Regions from separate parts of the Mus musculus genome. Here region 2 is linked to region 1. A link is a contact called in public promoter capture Hi-C data. All regions are on one chromosome and are shown on one strand. The core of a region is the stretch at or near the end of the contact, and the rest is flanking DNA. Distances in the headings are between cores, read along the strand shown.

The links. Promoter capture Hi-C pulls out the DNA fragments that hold promoters and counts their contacts.
Region 2: a contact with region 1 is called in a promoter capture Hi-C map of liver, with 3 times the contacts expected there. The contact joins the enhancer-like site here to the promoter of Prkcb in region 1. A contact is called at or near these places in 6 of 39 promoter capture datasets (embryonic stem cells, hippocampal neurons, liver and 2 more), 1 of 115 datasets of contacts at active chromatin or transcription factors (stem cell-derived neural progenitor cells) and 1 of 9 other capture datasets (liver).

What each region holds. Positions count from the first base shown.
Region 1 is chr7:122,284,516-122,291,472 of GRCm38.p6, reverse strand. Prkcb (protein kinase C, beta) reads right to left here and starts at 2,348. Exons shown (of 17, transcript NM_008855.2): 1 at 1,956-2,348; 2 at 929-960. The coding sequence starts at 2,128. It overlaps Gm51497 (a long non-coding RNA gene), which reads left to right. Exons shown (of 3, transcript XR_003946872.1): 3 at 1-837.
Region 2 is chr7:122,817,283-122,824,669 of GRCm38.p6, reverse strand. No RefSeq gene overlaps it. Among named protein-coding and RNA genes, the nearest start is that of Gm39082, 100 kb to the left of the region's middle. Within about 2 kb of position 3,914, at least 28 of the 459 cell types and tissues checked have an H3K27ac peak or open chromatin away from gene starts, as enhancers often do. A contact at or near this core is called in liver, where this site is marked.

The DNA of each region.
Region 1 (6,957 bases), core at 1,099-3,598:
CAGACAGACAGACAGACAGACAGACAGACAGACAGAGACAGAGACAGAGACAGAGACAGAGACAGAGGGGAGAGAGAAATTCACAAACTATTTATGGCATTCTAAGGGTTAAACAAGGCCACATCTTTAGAGATTCAATTTAAAACCTATCTTTCCCCCTCTCCCATTTTGCATCAGAGCCTCTCTGGAACAAAGCAGGCACTCTCCTGAGCTACATTCCTCAGTCCACAGTCCATCTTGTAGGCACAAACCCTAGAGATAAGAGAGGCCACCAAGTCTCTGATATTTGATTAGGTACCCCTGGTTAAAATCATGGCTCTTGAGCTAGAATCAAGAACCCAGGTAAGGAGTCTCTTGGAGTCCTTCTTGTGCCTCCTCAGATGTTAAAAAGGGCAACCTCAGGCAGGATCCCAGAGGCACCCCATCTGGAACCACCGCTTTCAAAGAGAGAGGAGGCCCAGGGGAAACCACAGTTGCTTTTCTAGGGGGATGCGCCATCTGCAGATGGCAGCCACCTGCAAAGCAGGGGAAAGAGGCAGACCCTCCTACTGGGAGGTAAGGGAGAGCAATGAGCAAGAAAGGGCTGGAATTAGGAAGAAAGAGGTTCCCTCCACACACAAGAGTCCTTGAAGACATTTCATTTCTTAAGCAGGGCTGGCAGTCCTGAGAGAATGCTCAGATAGCAGCGGGATGGATGCACTTTTTGACTTTTAGGGCCTTCCAGGAGCTCCACTGGCCTTTCCTGGATGGTGCATCTCTGGCCCAAATACACACCCCTTAAAAGGACCCTTTGGTGGTGAAGGATTCCTAGCCTGGGAGGTCACTCTGACAGGCAGGATTACTTCACTCTGCCTAACTCGGCCACGTCTTTGAAGTCTGTATTACTCTCTCTTCCCACCATCGGCATCCACAGCGCCACAAAGCCTACCTTGACACTGGAATCCCTGCTTCCCGAAGCCCCTGTAAAAGCACAAGAGGGAGTATCAGTCTGAGGGGTCCAGTTACCAGCTAGTTTCACACAGTCGCCCTCTCCCTTCCCACTGTCCCTCTACCCCAGGGGCAACCTCCTAGCTACAGCCTGGTCTCCAAGGTGTCTTCCACCTTGGATGGGATTGGGAGGTACACTACCGGAGCTTGGCAGTAACCCCCACCTCACATCTCCCCTGCAGTACAGAGGCGACCACGACCACCAGGTGGCAGGATGCGAGGGTGCATTTCCGCCCGGGTGGGGGCGGAAGGCGGGCTGGATATTTGCCCAAGGAGATGCCGGGAGTACCCTCAAGGAAAGAGAAAAGGACCTGTCTAGGGGGAGGATGATAGGGACTTCACCACGGTGGTAACACCTGAGGGGCTAGGGGGCGGGGGGAAGGTCCCCCCATGCTTGGAGGGGCAGAGGGAAGAAAGGGGCCCTGCAGCGACTTGAGGGTGAGAACCAAGGAATGAAAGGGGTGCTCAAGACTCTGGAGGCGAAGTAAGAGATAACCCAGGGCACTGCTCTAGGGACGCAGAGGGAAGGATGCTCCACGCCCCGGGGAAGTAGAGGACACCCCAGAGAGCTGCCCCGGAAAGGAGGGGTGAGGGTGAGAGCTCCTCGAGCCCGGAAGGAGGCAGAAAGATCGGGAACCTCAGGCGAGAAAGACACCCGCGGAGCTGCCCTGCCGAGGAGGGACAGCCACACTGAGCCCTGAGCCAGGTGTCGAAAAGGCGCCTGCAGCGCTGTCCCTAGGCGCTCGGGCGACAGAGTGCAAGAGGGCAGAAGGCGCCTGGCGGCCAGCCGTCTGGGAGCAGAGAACCCAGCACCTGAGGGACTGGCCATCCGGGAGCGCAGGGCATAAGGGTCCAGCGGGATGGGGGTGATCACACGGCTCCTCCCCCCGGGGGCAACAACAGGGGTCCCCATGCGTGTCGCTGCCCTCTAGGGCCCCAGGCAGGTGGCCCGCGCGGCGCACTCTCACCAGATGAAGTCGGTGCAGTGGCTGCAGAAGGTGGGCTGCTTGAAGAAGCGGGCGGTGAATTTGTGGTTCTTCACCTCGTGCACGTTCTTCTGCCGGAGGGCGCCTTTGCGGGCGAAGCGCACTGTGCTCTCCTCGCCCTCGCTCGGCGGCGGCCCCGCAGCCGGGTCAGCCATCTTGCGCGCGCGGGGACTGGGGGGAGCCCCGAGAGGTGGCGGCCCCGGGGCGGCGGGACCGCGGGGCTGCAAGCCCGGAAAGGCGCGGGACTAGGCGGCCGCTGCTGCCGCCCGGGGACCGCAGGGCCGCGCTGCCCCTTCGCGCCGGCTCTGGCGGCGGCCGCGCGCGCGTAGCTGGGCTGTCACTCGCCCAGCTGCTGCCGCTGGTCCAGCTGTGCTTGGCACCGCTGGCCCCAGCTGCGGGGGAGGGAGGCGGAGCCCCAGTGTAACCCCGCCTCCCTCATTTGCATGAAACCCAGGCCCCGCCCAGAGCCGCCAGCTGCTTTACATATCGGCACCACCAGTACCACCAGCAGAGACACACACAGACACACACACACACATACACGTACACCGCAACCCGCAGGCCTCCCAGCCAAGTGTTCTTAGCCGCAGCGCTGCGGCGCGAGGACCGCAGTCTGCGCTGGACAGATCTGAGCCGCGCCCCTGGCACCCTGTCCTAGGCCCTGGGGTGCGTTAAGATGAGCACCTCGGTTGATCCAGCAATGACCAAACGCCTAAGGACCCAAGGGGCTCAAGGAGATGAGGGTTGAACAGGCTGGAAGCAGCCAGTTTCACCTTGGCCTCTGCAGAGACTGGTACCCAGCACCCTCCATCCATCATCCCATTGGTCATTCGGCATGCGTCTCCTGGAGGGATGGGCTTTCATTGTCACTCATCCGGAAAGGCCTGTGGCCACACACACACACACACACACACACCAAGGTCTGCAGAGGTAGGGGAGGACTATACATATATGCATATGTATATATGTATATATCCACCACAAAGACTTGTCTCCACTTGCTCGAACACTTAGAACTCTCTCCACAAAAAGACAGTTTCCCCAACCCCAAAATGGCTGGGCTAATGATGACAGGAGACAAATTTAATAAATGAGCGTTTCCCTACATTTCATTCACTTTTGTCCCTTCTGGTCATACTTGTGCAGTCTGTTAAAACAAAAGTCTATGTGATTGGAAATACCTAGGTTTGTGTGGGTTAAGATCTCCCCAGGTGCTGTCCTCACACCTGGGGCCTTCTTGTATTTGTTAGGAGAGATTTCAAATGTTCAGGGAACATTAATATCCAACGCCATACTCCCCTTGATGCCACTTGAAGGATGGGAAGATAACCAATGATACGACATTGCATGTTATATAAGGCACTGCATCTAAATCTCCCTCTGGTGTGATGCTCTACAGCCTGGGGATGAAAAATGGCATCTGACCGAACTCTTCCACACGTCCCCGGCATTGTTAATGACACCTTCATGTCTCCTGGTGTTGAGTTTAGCATCTGACAGCTCCTACAAGCCCAGTGAGCACTGCTTGAGTAAGTAACAGAATGGAAGAAGGTTACCTGTACCATGCATGACCTGTAAATGTGCAAAAATTAAAACTAAACATACAGGGTGTCAGGGAGGCTTGTGCACTGTCTCATTCGGTCACAACCATAACCTGTATAGACCAGGTAAGTTCTGTGAATAAGCAAAATTAGATGGAAGTGAGTAAGGGGTACACAGTCTCGGGGTTGTACAATGGAGGCTGTCCAGACTACAAAGTGCACTGGTGACAAAGGGTTGGGCCTCTGTAGTGGCAGAGCCTGGATACCACTCTGACAATTCCTACTGGGAGCTCCTGAGCAGAGAGTCACAGTGAGGTGTCTAGCAACTGCATGGTGAGCTATATACCTATAATAATACAGTGTCCTTCCCCTACATAGTAATGCAAAGGTAACAAGGGGGAAAAAGGCATTCACTTTTAAGGTTGGCATGTTTGGGAAACTGGATGTCCCTGGCTATTCTTAGTCTTTTGAGAGGCTCCAGCACCTCCCAGGGAGACTTGGGAAAACATCCCAGGAGACATTGCTGCTGAAGGAGATTTCCTTTGAAAGATGAACTGGAGGCTCACAGCCCACATCCTGTCTTTTGAACCAAGTGCTCTGAGTGACTTTGGTCTGTAACAACAAACTACCTCATGGTGTCTAGGCCTGGAGCCGCATTGCTGCTGTCCTAAAAGCCATTCCATTCCTGGAAGAGCTGTGTGAAGAGAGGCTGGAGACTCAGGTTCCCAGAGGACCCAGATATCTACAGGTTAAAGTTCAAACTGTGGCCTTTGAATACTGGTTTTTGTTTTGTTTTGTTTTGTTTTGTTTTGTTTTGTTTTGTTTTGTTTTGCCAGCCCAGTGATCTTCCTTTCTTTTTATTGTTCACACTATAGTATTTTACCTAAATATCCAAATTATAAGTTCTCTGGTGGTGGGAGACAATGGAGCTTGCATCTCTGAGTTCATCTATTCATTTGTTCACTCGTTCAACAAAAATTACATGTGCCATTCCAGACACTAAAATAAGCCAGATAAAAGGTTCTGCCTTCATGGAACGTATGAACCAATTAATGAGACTGAGGAATGATAATCTATCAATTAACAAATCTCTACCAAGTGGTGTGAAATCTGTCCTGTAAATAAAAATGAATCATATAATCATAAATTATAAATTATGGTGAAAAAAATAACAGTATCCAAGGAAGCCCTTTATAACTAGGCTTATCTAAGAGAAAGCTTGAATGAAGTGATGGTGAGCAACCATGGCCCTGTCTGAGGCTAGAATTTTCTAAATAGATAAAAGAATAATGACAAAGGATTTAGCTCATCGTGCTGGACAAAAGCAAGGTGGTCTCTGTGTCTGAGATAGAAAAGAGGCAGCAGTGCTGGGCGGTGGTGGCACACGCCTTTAATCCCAGAACTTGGGAGGCAGAGGCAGGCAGATTACTGAGTTTGAGGCCAGCCTGGTCTACAGAGTGAGTTCCAGGACAGCCAGGGCTGTACAGGGAAACCCTGTCTCAAAAAAAGAAAGAGAGAGAGGGAGAGGGAGAGGGAGAGGGAGAGGGAGAGGGAGAGGGAGAGGGAGAGGGAGAGGGAGAGGGAGAGGGAGAGGGAGAGGGAGAGGGAGAGGGAGAGGGAGAGGGAGAGGGAGAGGGAGGGAGGAAAGAAGGAAGGAAGAAAGCAAGCAAGGACGGAAGCAAGCAAGGAAGGAAGGAAAAGAAAAGAAAGGAAAGGAAAAGAAAGGAAGAGGAGAGGAGAGGAGAGGAGAGGAGAGGAGAGGAGAGAAGAGAAGAGAAGAGAAGAGAAGAGAAGAGAAGAGAAGAGAAGAGAAGAGAAGAGAAGAGAAGAGAAGAGAAGAGAGGCAGCAACTATTAAACAATGAGATGTGGCCTGATACAACACAGGTTCCTCTTAAAGATCACCCTGGATACCACATGGGAAAAGGCTTTAGACAAGGAGAATGGAGGCAGAGAGAGCAGTGGAGAGGTCCTTTAAAACGATGAAGCAAGGGAGGACAACATGACATGGTGTTCCACAAGCCTGAAGAGCAGAAAATGAATGTGTGTGTCCAGGTCTCCGGGCCCCCATTCTGGTCACCTCTACCCATTAAGGAGTAAACGCTGGGCATTTGGTAGACATCAGACGTAAAGGGAAACAGGTTGTCCTGCATTGTAATGGAGTCAGGGTGTCTTCAAACCAGAGTTCATTCTTAATGTTGAGTACATGAATTCTACAGCAGCCAAAAAAATCACAAAATGGAGTGGCTACAGATAGAAGTGCATTGTTGTTACATTTAACAGAGGGTAAAAACTCTAAATCAGAGACTGGAGAGATGGCTCAGTAGTTAAGCATACTTGATGTAAAGGACCTGGGTGCAGGTCCCAGCATCTACATGGTGGCTTACAGCACCATAACTCCAGTGTCAATAGTTCCTAGAACCTCTTTGACCTACTTAGGCACCAAGCACATGCATGGGTACACATACATACAGGCAGGCACAACACTCATACACATAAAATAAAAAGAATGTTTTAAAATTCTAAACCACGTTCTCTCTGGAAGACTCAGATAGGACCCTTCCCCTCTCTCTGTCCCTGCTTCTGGTGGCTGTCTGTGTCACATCTTTCTCTGCCTTTGTGATCCTATTCCCTAGTGTGTCTCTCTTCTCTTCTCTCTGACTTCCGTGTGTGTGTCTTACATGGACACTTACTGCTCATTGGACTTACTCACTGCTCACCCATTAATCTGAATGATCTCTTTATCCCAATATCCCTATGTTAATTACCAGGAAGACTTTTTCTAAATAAGATACCATTTGTAGGTTACTTTAGAGAGATGCCTCAGGCATCAAAAGGCTAGCTTCACAAACAACAAAGCAGAATAGCATTTATAGGTGGTAGAAATTGTGACATGGGTGTATGGAAGTGACCACCATTCAAGCCACTGAATTGCCTAACCCTAGGCAGGTCAGTTCCCCTCGGAGTGTCCCGGTTTCCTTCTCTAGTAAGTTATGTGAGAATTCTGTGTTCCGGTCTAGAGCTGTACTCTCCAATGCAGGCAACACTAGCCACACGTGGCTGGAGAGCATTTGAAATTTGATTAGTCTGAACTGATTGTTAAGAACAGTCACCCAAGTAACGATCCACCATGATTAGGTGAATCAGCACCCTAAATTTCAAGCATGTATAATGAAAATGAATGTAAAATAGCTCATAACGATCATTTTCATTGCATGCTGAAATTTTACATTTTTATATATTGATGAGTTCCAGTACTTTTATATAATCAAATTTCTCTCCAGAAGTAATTCAGTCTGATTGCTTTTATTTTTTGCAGTGTGGTTACTAGAAAATGTAAAACGGTATATGTGGATCACACCATATTTCCTTGCCCGGCTCTGTTCTAAAGAATGGATTAAGTTAATTTTAAAATGGATAAACTGGAAGCACCTCTATTCCATA
Region 2 (7,387 bases), core at 2,665-5,164, 530 kb before region 1:
AATTTTCATATCATGTTAGATAAGTGTAGTTAATCTACACTTTAAAAATGTTGTTTTTTTTTTTTTTGTTTTTGTTTTTGTTTTTTCGAGACATGGTTTCTCTGTATAGCCCTGGCTGTCCTAAATATATTTTCTTCTCTTCCTTTATCTCTTCCTCTGTCATTGACATAGCGTCACAACTATTTTTCAATAGCCCAGTGTACCCTTGAACTCTCAGTCTTCCAGCCCCAGCCTCCTGAGTTCTGAAATTAATCTCAAGATTCTATTTTTTTAAAAAAGTGCATGTGTTGATATGTGTGTGTGTGTGTGTGTGTGTGTGTGTGTGTATGCTCACATGTGTGAGTCATATGCATGTGTGTGTATATTTGTATCAAGAACATAAGGTGATTTGGATGTTTTCCTCCGTTGTTCTTAATCTTATGTTTTCAGTCAAGGTCTCTCACTGAGCTTGGAGCTCACTGATTGGCTAGCTTGGCTGGCCAGTGAGCTCTAGGGACTCATCTGTCTCTCACTCCCCAGGACTGGGATGACATGGGTGGTGGAGATCCAAATCCAGGTCTTCATGCTTGCACGGCAGGCATTTTATTGATTAAACAATTTCCCAGCTCTTCAATTTTTCCTCCTTCTCTTCTTCCTTCACCACCTCCTCCTCTTCTCTTTCTTTTTGGTGCTAGGGAGTAAACCCTGAATCTTGCAAATATTGAGCACTAATACATTCTTGAGTATTGTCTTAATTTTTTTTTTTGGGGGGGGGAGGAGTGTTGCCATGTAGCCCAGGCTGGCCTGAAACATATAATCCTCTGCCCCCTGCTGTTGTTAGAGGCGTGCACTACCAAGGTTTGATTTTACTTGAAAAATGAAGAAAAGCCTTGACTGTCTCAGTTCCAGAGCAGAGAAACAGACTCAGTCTTCCTCTGCCTTTTTGTTCTATCCGAACCTTTGCAGGTTCAGGAGGATGCTGCCCACATTGGTGAGGGTGGCTCTTCCTCATTCAGTCTACTGATTCAGATGCTAATTTATTCCGGAAACACCCTCACAGACACACCCCGAGAGAGGATTACGCAAGGCAGGAACACCAGGAAATGGGAACCAAGACTGAACAGAAGCCTCTTGTCACCCCAGGACATGTATGTAATAGAACAAATGAGGTCGGTACACACTCACATGGGAAATGCCCAGGATACATTGCTAGGTTAAAAACAGAAAGAGACAAAACCGTGTATGGCATTATATACAATGTAACATTTTAAAAAATAGATATTCATAGAAGATATCTGGAAAGTGCCCAAAGATTATCATCGTTTAATCTTGAATTTTTGGTTACCTATATTGTTACTGCCTTAAAAATGATAATGTATTCATGTTCCATGCAATTAAAAGTAATTTTCAAAAAGTAAATAAGGTAAGCCATTGTGAATGTGGCAGATGAAGGCAATAGAAGTAACATGGCACCAGGGGCGCGACTGGAATGATGGGATGAAGGAAGGGGTGTGTGGGAGGGAAAAGCCCAGAGGTCTCACAGCGTGCAGAGAGGAAGGCATCTGGGATGAATGACTTCAAGGTTTTCAGTTTAGGTGACAAGGTTCTGGCTGTTTAATTAGAGGGCATACATTTTGGAAGGGCTAAGGTGGGGCAGGGTAACCATCCAAACTCCTAACAACCTTCTTTATGCTTAAGGCAAGGCATATGGAGGAGAGATGTAATGCTTCATCTCATTAAAAATGTGACTGATTTTAGAATCGCCATGGTAACACACCTCTGAGTATATCTGTGAGGATGTTTCCAGAGAGGTTTAACTAAGGACGGAAGCCCCACCTTGGAGGTGGGCAGTGCCATCCCATGAGCGGCTCTCGCACTGAATAAGAAGGAAAAACGCAAGCTGAGTACCAGTTCATCCCGCTCTGCTTCCTGGGTATGGGTGCAATGTGACAAGGGTCTCACTCTCTGCCCGACATCCTAGTGGACTGTCCCCTTTCATACTGTGACCCAAAATAAATCCTTCCTTCCTTAGGTTGCTTTTGTCAAGTATTTTTTTTTTTTTCTCAATGATGAGAAAAGTAACCAGTCTAGGAGAGAGAAAATCTCTACTCTCTGACAATTGAGTGTGGGAAATAAATGACGATAAGTTAACAGGTAGGAATGATATGCCTATGCACAGGACTGTCACCCCGTGTGAGACTCAAGGGATGTCTAGATGACTGAAGTTCTTATAGTGTCGTAGCTGTAGAAAGGAACAATAGCTCAGGGCTTGGAGGTGGGAACAAGTTTTGGAAGCAGAAAGGAGAGAAAATGTATGGTGAGTTTGGGTTGTCTTTAAACACAACTGCCTGCCACATACTATAGGTTTTATCTGGGAACACATGAAGGCAAGGCAGAAGGCCATATCCAGATTCCGGGTACACTGACCAGATTGGATTCTGTAGCTATGTTCTGATGTCTAACAAGAGTAAACATGTCTTATAAATTGAATGTAAATGTTTGTCACAGGAGGCAAAAAAAAAAAAAAAAATCACATCCAAGAATAATCCAGGAAATAAAAAGCACCTGAGGTAAAAGGCCCTTTGCATTTTCATTCTGGTGTGTCTCTCACAGTCCCTCAAGGCCTTGCTCACCATGGGTCAGTCTTTTTGACTGTGTTCTGTCAAAAAGGACCAGGTAACCAAAATGATTGGACTATATAGGAATGGGCAGCCCCTGCACTGGAGAAGTTTAGGGTAGTGGGTGGGTATGCTAGCTGTAACAGGTAGGGACTGAGGGTTGCTGGGAGAACTTGGTGGCCAGGTCCTCCTTGATATGTTAAATAAGGCACCAGAGTCATTTGTCCCAGGGTTTGAGACTCAACAGTTGTGAGTTAATTTTTCTTTGTTTATAAGATTTTTCAAGGAGGGGTATACAAAAATGTTCATTTTTAGAGGATTGACTTTTAGGCAGATAAAGAGACTTCAGAAAGGAAGCCCCCCTTATGTATGTATTGGGAGAGAAAAATGAGTGAGAGACAGGAGAGAAGAGGGTTAGAGAGAATGCTACCAGATTCAAGTATGACTGCTCCCTGCTTGAAAGGCAATACTCAGGAAGGTGGGAAGGCAATTAGGGTTATTCAAGGGCTTCTGGGAAGGTAAGGGAGGGGCTATTTTTGGTATAAAAAATGTAAAAAGCTATTTCAAGAAATCATTGTCTTTCTGTCTTACTTTCCTGCCCCGTACAAAAGGAAGTTAGCTGGGCAAGGACTTACGTTTCCTGAACTGTCCCTTTCCCTTTGTGCTGACTAGCCAGCTGTGTCAGACTGTGACATCAAGCTCTACCAATCAGGTGAGACGCGGTCAGTACGTACGTACATGGGGTAAAGATGGAAACTGCCTTGGTCAAGCATGCTTGCTAGACGGCTATAGGTCTTGATGCACCTTTTTAATAAAAAGAATTGCCTTGCCGAGCCACTCTGGCACTATTAGTTTCTTCTTCTGTGTGATATCCAGGTTTTTGTTTATTTCTAACACCAAGGGAACCCAAGTACATGAGAAGGCTTTTACAGGAAGGAAAACTAAGCACAGTGAGACAATGGGCAGGAAATCCTGTGATGCTGGGCCAGAGCATTCTAAACTGGCCTTGAGTTCTTGGGGCTGGTTCCTGTACTTCTTTAGACAAACATATGGCTTTAAAAAAAATAAAATAAAGTTTAATTGTTATTAGTTCTTTGAGAGTGTATGAACAATGCAGTCTGAACATATTTACCCTTCTCACAACTGCCCTCATTCTCACCCATTCAACTTTGTGTCCCCCTTTAAAAACAAAACATCAAGTCTAATTTGTGCTGTCCATATACTCTTGAATGTGTGACCGGATGCTGGAGCACTGTTGACCTGCCAGGGCCACACTTTCCCTCTCCCAGCAGCTATCAAAGGCCAATAGCTCTGCAGGCAGCGGTGGCTCTTCACGCCTACTCTTCCACACACACCCTATCCCCTGAATGTGGGGATATGGTCCGGCTTTAGCTTACTCAAGTCTTGTGCATGCTTCAAAACTTCTGTTTCCCTGATGCCATTCCCCACTTCTGGCTCTTACACATTTTTCTGTTCCCTCTTTCCACAACGATCCCCGAGGACTGCAAGGTGAGAGTATGGTGTAGATCCATTTATGGTAGAGCAGCCCACAGGCTCTCATTCTCTGCACACTGAGCAGTCATGTGTTTCTATTCTAATCACCATCTACTGCAAAAAGAAAGTTCTCTGGTGAGGAGTGAGAGATGCATTAATCTATAGGTAAACAGTAATAAGTCCATGTAAGTCAGTTTAGCACTGTGCCCACTTAGCAGAATAATAGATAGATCAGTAGTAGGTAGATTGGTGGTAGATTCTCTTCTAGGACCTATAACCTGTTTACTCACAGGTTCTTTTCTACTCACAAGTTCTTCTGTTTCCCTGATGTCATTCCCCACTTCTGGCTCTCACACATTTTTCTGTTCCCAGTATATGGATTTTCAGTAAGTTCAACTTCTCAGCAATTTACATGCTTTGTATTTAGTTGATGCACAGGACTTGAATAAGGAGAGGCATTGCCCATGTTGGTGTTATCTGACAGTCATCAGATATCCTGGGCTATATTCTATAGCTCTGAAAGGTTATACAGCAGTCAGCATCTTAATTCTTAGAATTTAGAGTGTTGGTTGAGGGAGAGGAAACCAGAAAATAACTTGATAAGGATTGGGCACTGTGACACTCTCGTTCTTCAATTCAAGGGTCTTGTCATGGGAAACTGCTATATTTTAGGGCATAATTTTCTAGGCACACACACACACACACACACACACACACACACAAATACCTGTTGGTTTTGTATGTGGGGAAAGATTAAGAGGAAGCTGAGAAATGAACTTCTAAGCAAATCCTTGCCTACCATGTTTCTACCCACCTCCCTTACTACAGAAGAGTAATGTGTCCGTGAGTGCTTTAATGACGGATCCCACAGTCTTCCTCCTTATTCACTGAGCTGATGTGAACGAAAGTCTAGAATGCCCTACTTGTCTAAAGTCCGTAAAACCAACACTACTCAAGTCAAGATTCTTTCTCTTACTTTCTATTCTGGATCACCGCTGTTCCTCTAATTAGGAGAAGCTTTGATTTCTTTCCTACCTCGTCAGCTGTCCTGTGTCACAGGACAACGAACCGTGATTGAGATCCTAAGAGAAAAGCCAAACACCAACAGAATGCTGCTCTTGCATCTTCTTGTTCCCTCCCTGTCTCAACCAGGAGATGGTAGCAGGTGAAGGTGATGGCTATCCTTTGAATTAGAGATGGTTTGATGGATGGCGAGCAGCTAAGAATGGTAATTAATGCTGCAGCCGTCCATCAGAGGACACCAGATTCTGCCCATGCCTATCTCACTGCTGTTTTAACCTGCTGTGCCTTTTGGAACCAGTGAAGACTGGCCATTAGAATTAACAAGGTACTTTTGAGAATGCCCTTGGTGCTGGCCACAGATGCCATTGAATAGGCCAGAAAGAATTTTAACAAATTAAATCCAAGGCCACAGTCTTTGTGTTGGATTACTAACCACCTCTGTGATGCCCACAGTATCCAGTAAAGTCCTACAGAGATGGCTTAATGTAATGAGCAGGTTTAACTGTGCACACTTGTGACATAAAATTCCCTCCGCATGGTAATTACTCTCTATTTTCACACCACAATTTCTCCTTTATCTGTTTAATACCTTGTTGCCATAGGGCATAAAATTACTTCTTTAACATAAGTATAGCTGGGGTGGGAGAGGACTTCCCCAGATGTGTTCACAGGCTTCAGCCTTCCATGTTCACTCCTTCCATGTTGAGAGCAGAGTTCTCATTTCCCCCCCTCCCACCTCCCCACCATGGCTCACCAGAACCATTTAGAAGCTTGAAAAACTTGCTAACCTCCATACCCTATCCTTGGCGGTCAGAATTCACTGGCCTCTGGGATGGCTCTGGGGTCATCAGTGTTAAAGTCCACAGGGTGAGTCTCATGGGTCCCTCGGGATGAGAAAGACTGACCTCCAGCCTGTACACATCCTTGGGCTGACATTCAGCTCTTCAAACAGATTTTGTACAATTCTGAGTCTCTCTCGGCTCCAAATGTCTATAATCTGGTAGAACTTCCTGTGCCGACAGCCTTGTTCTTATTAGACTGAAGTGAGGCGTGTAAGGGGGAGAACTTAAGGAGGCTCATATTCTCAGGTTCCAGCCCTCCGTTTACAGAATCCTGGGTGAGCAACACCTTAAATTTTGAGCTGTAGGTGCTTGTTTGCTTCACTCTAATCTTGGCTCTGGTTAATGCAACACAAGTTTGATGCTATTGTTTGTTTTATCCCTTATTTTTGCTAGGTCTGGGCCACATCTTTTGGTAGGGGCTCCCCTCTTGCTCTTCCCCTATCCCCTCTCATGGTCCTGTTTAGTCTGCTGGCCATGGTCATCCTAGGCTCTTCCCTCTGCCTGTGTTTCCATTTATATCTACAATAAAATCTCCCTGCTTTGGAAGTAGTCATGTTCTCCTATTATTTCATTTTTTTTTAAAGTTCACCTTTTGCTTTTCTGCTACAGTACATTATGTAGCCCAGTTGTGATGGTTAGTCTTGGTTGTTAACTGGATTACAACCAAGAAACCCTCCTTTGAGTCTGGCTTATTTTGTTTAACATGATCATCTCCTGTTACACTTTCTCTCTCGTAAATGATGTTCTATCAGTCCTCTTTCTGGATGAATAATAGTCCACTGTATACACCACCGTTTCTTTGCTCATTCATCGGTTGACAGTCCTCTAGGTTGGCCCCACATCTCGGCTATTGTGAATAGTATTGCAATCAGCATGGATGTGTGGGTGTCTCTGCGTTATGTTGACTTCAGTTCCCTTGGGCATGTACTCAGACACATGCATGGAGGTGATGCTGTCTCCAGGGGAGCAAACTGGCTTCCTGTTTTTAAAGAGGGGTTATAAAAAGCATTACTGTGCTTATGTGTGAAGGACAGATGTGTGGAGTATAAGCGACCGCACAGAGAAACCACCGAACTAGACCATTCTGTGCATGGAAAGAATTATTTACTGGGTATTAAAATGCCAGAGCCAACTCTGGATTGAGCAGACAGAGAGAAAGGAGAAATGATGGAAAAGCGAGCAGATTTTATAGGACAGTCAGTCGGGTGGGAGCTGAGCTGATACAGGTTGTCCTATTGACCTAGAACTGGGTACTCTTTCCAGATGTAGTTGACCTTTGGGGGACGCCTAAGGGAGGTTCAGAGAAGAGTGAGGTGGTTCCTGGTGAGCAGAAACTGCCTTAGGAGGTCTACTTTCTAGTGAACAGAAACCCTTAGGGTCCCCTCCACCCACTAAAAGTCTGTTTACCTACCAAAGTCCTTCTTTTTAGGA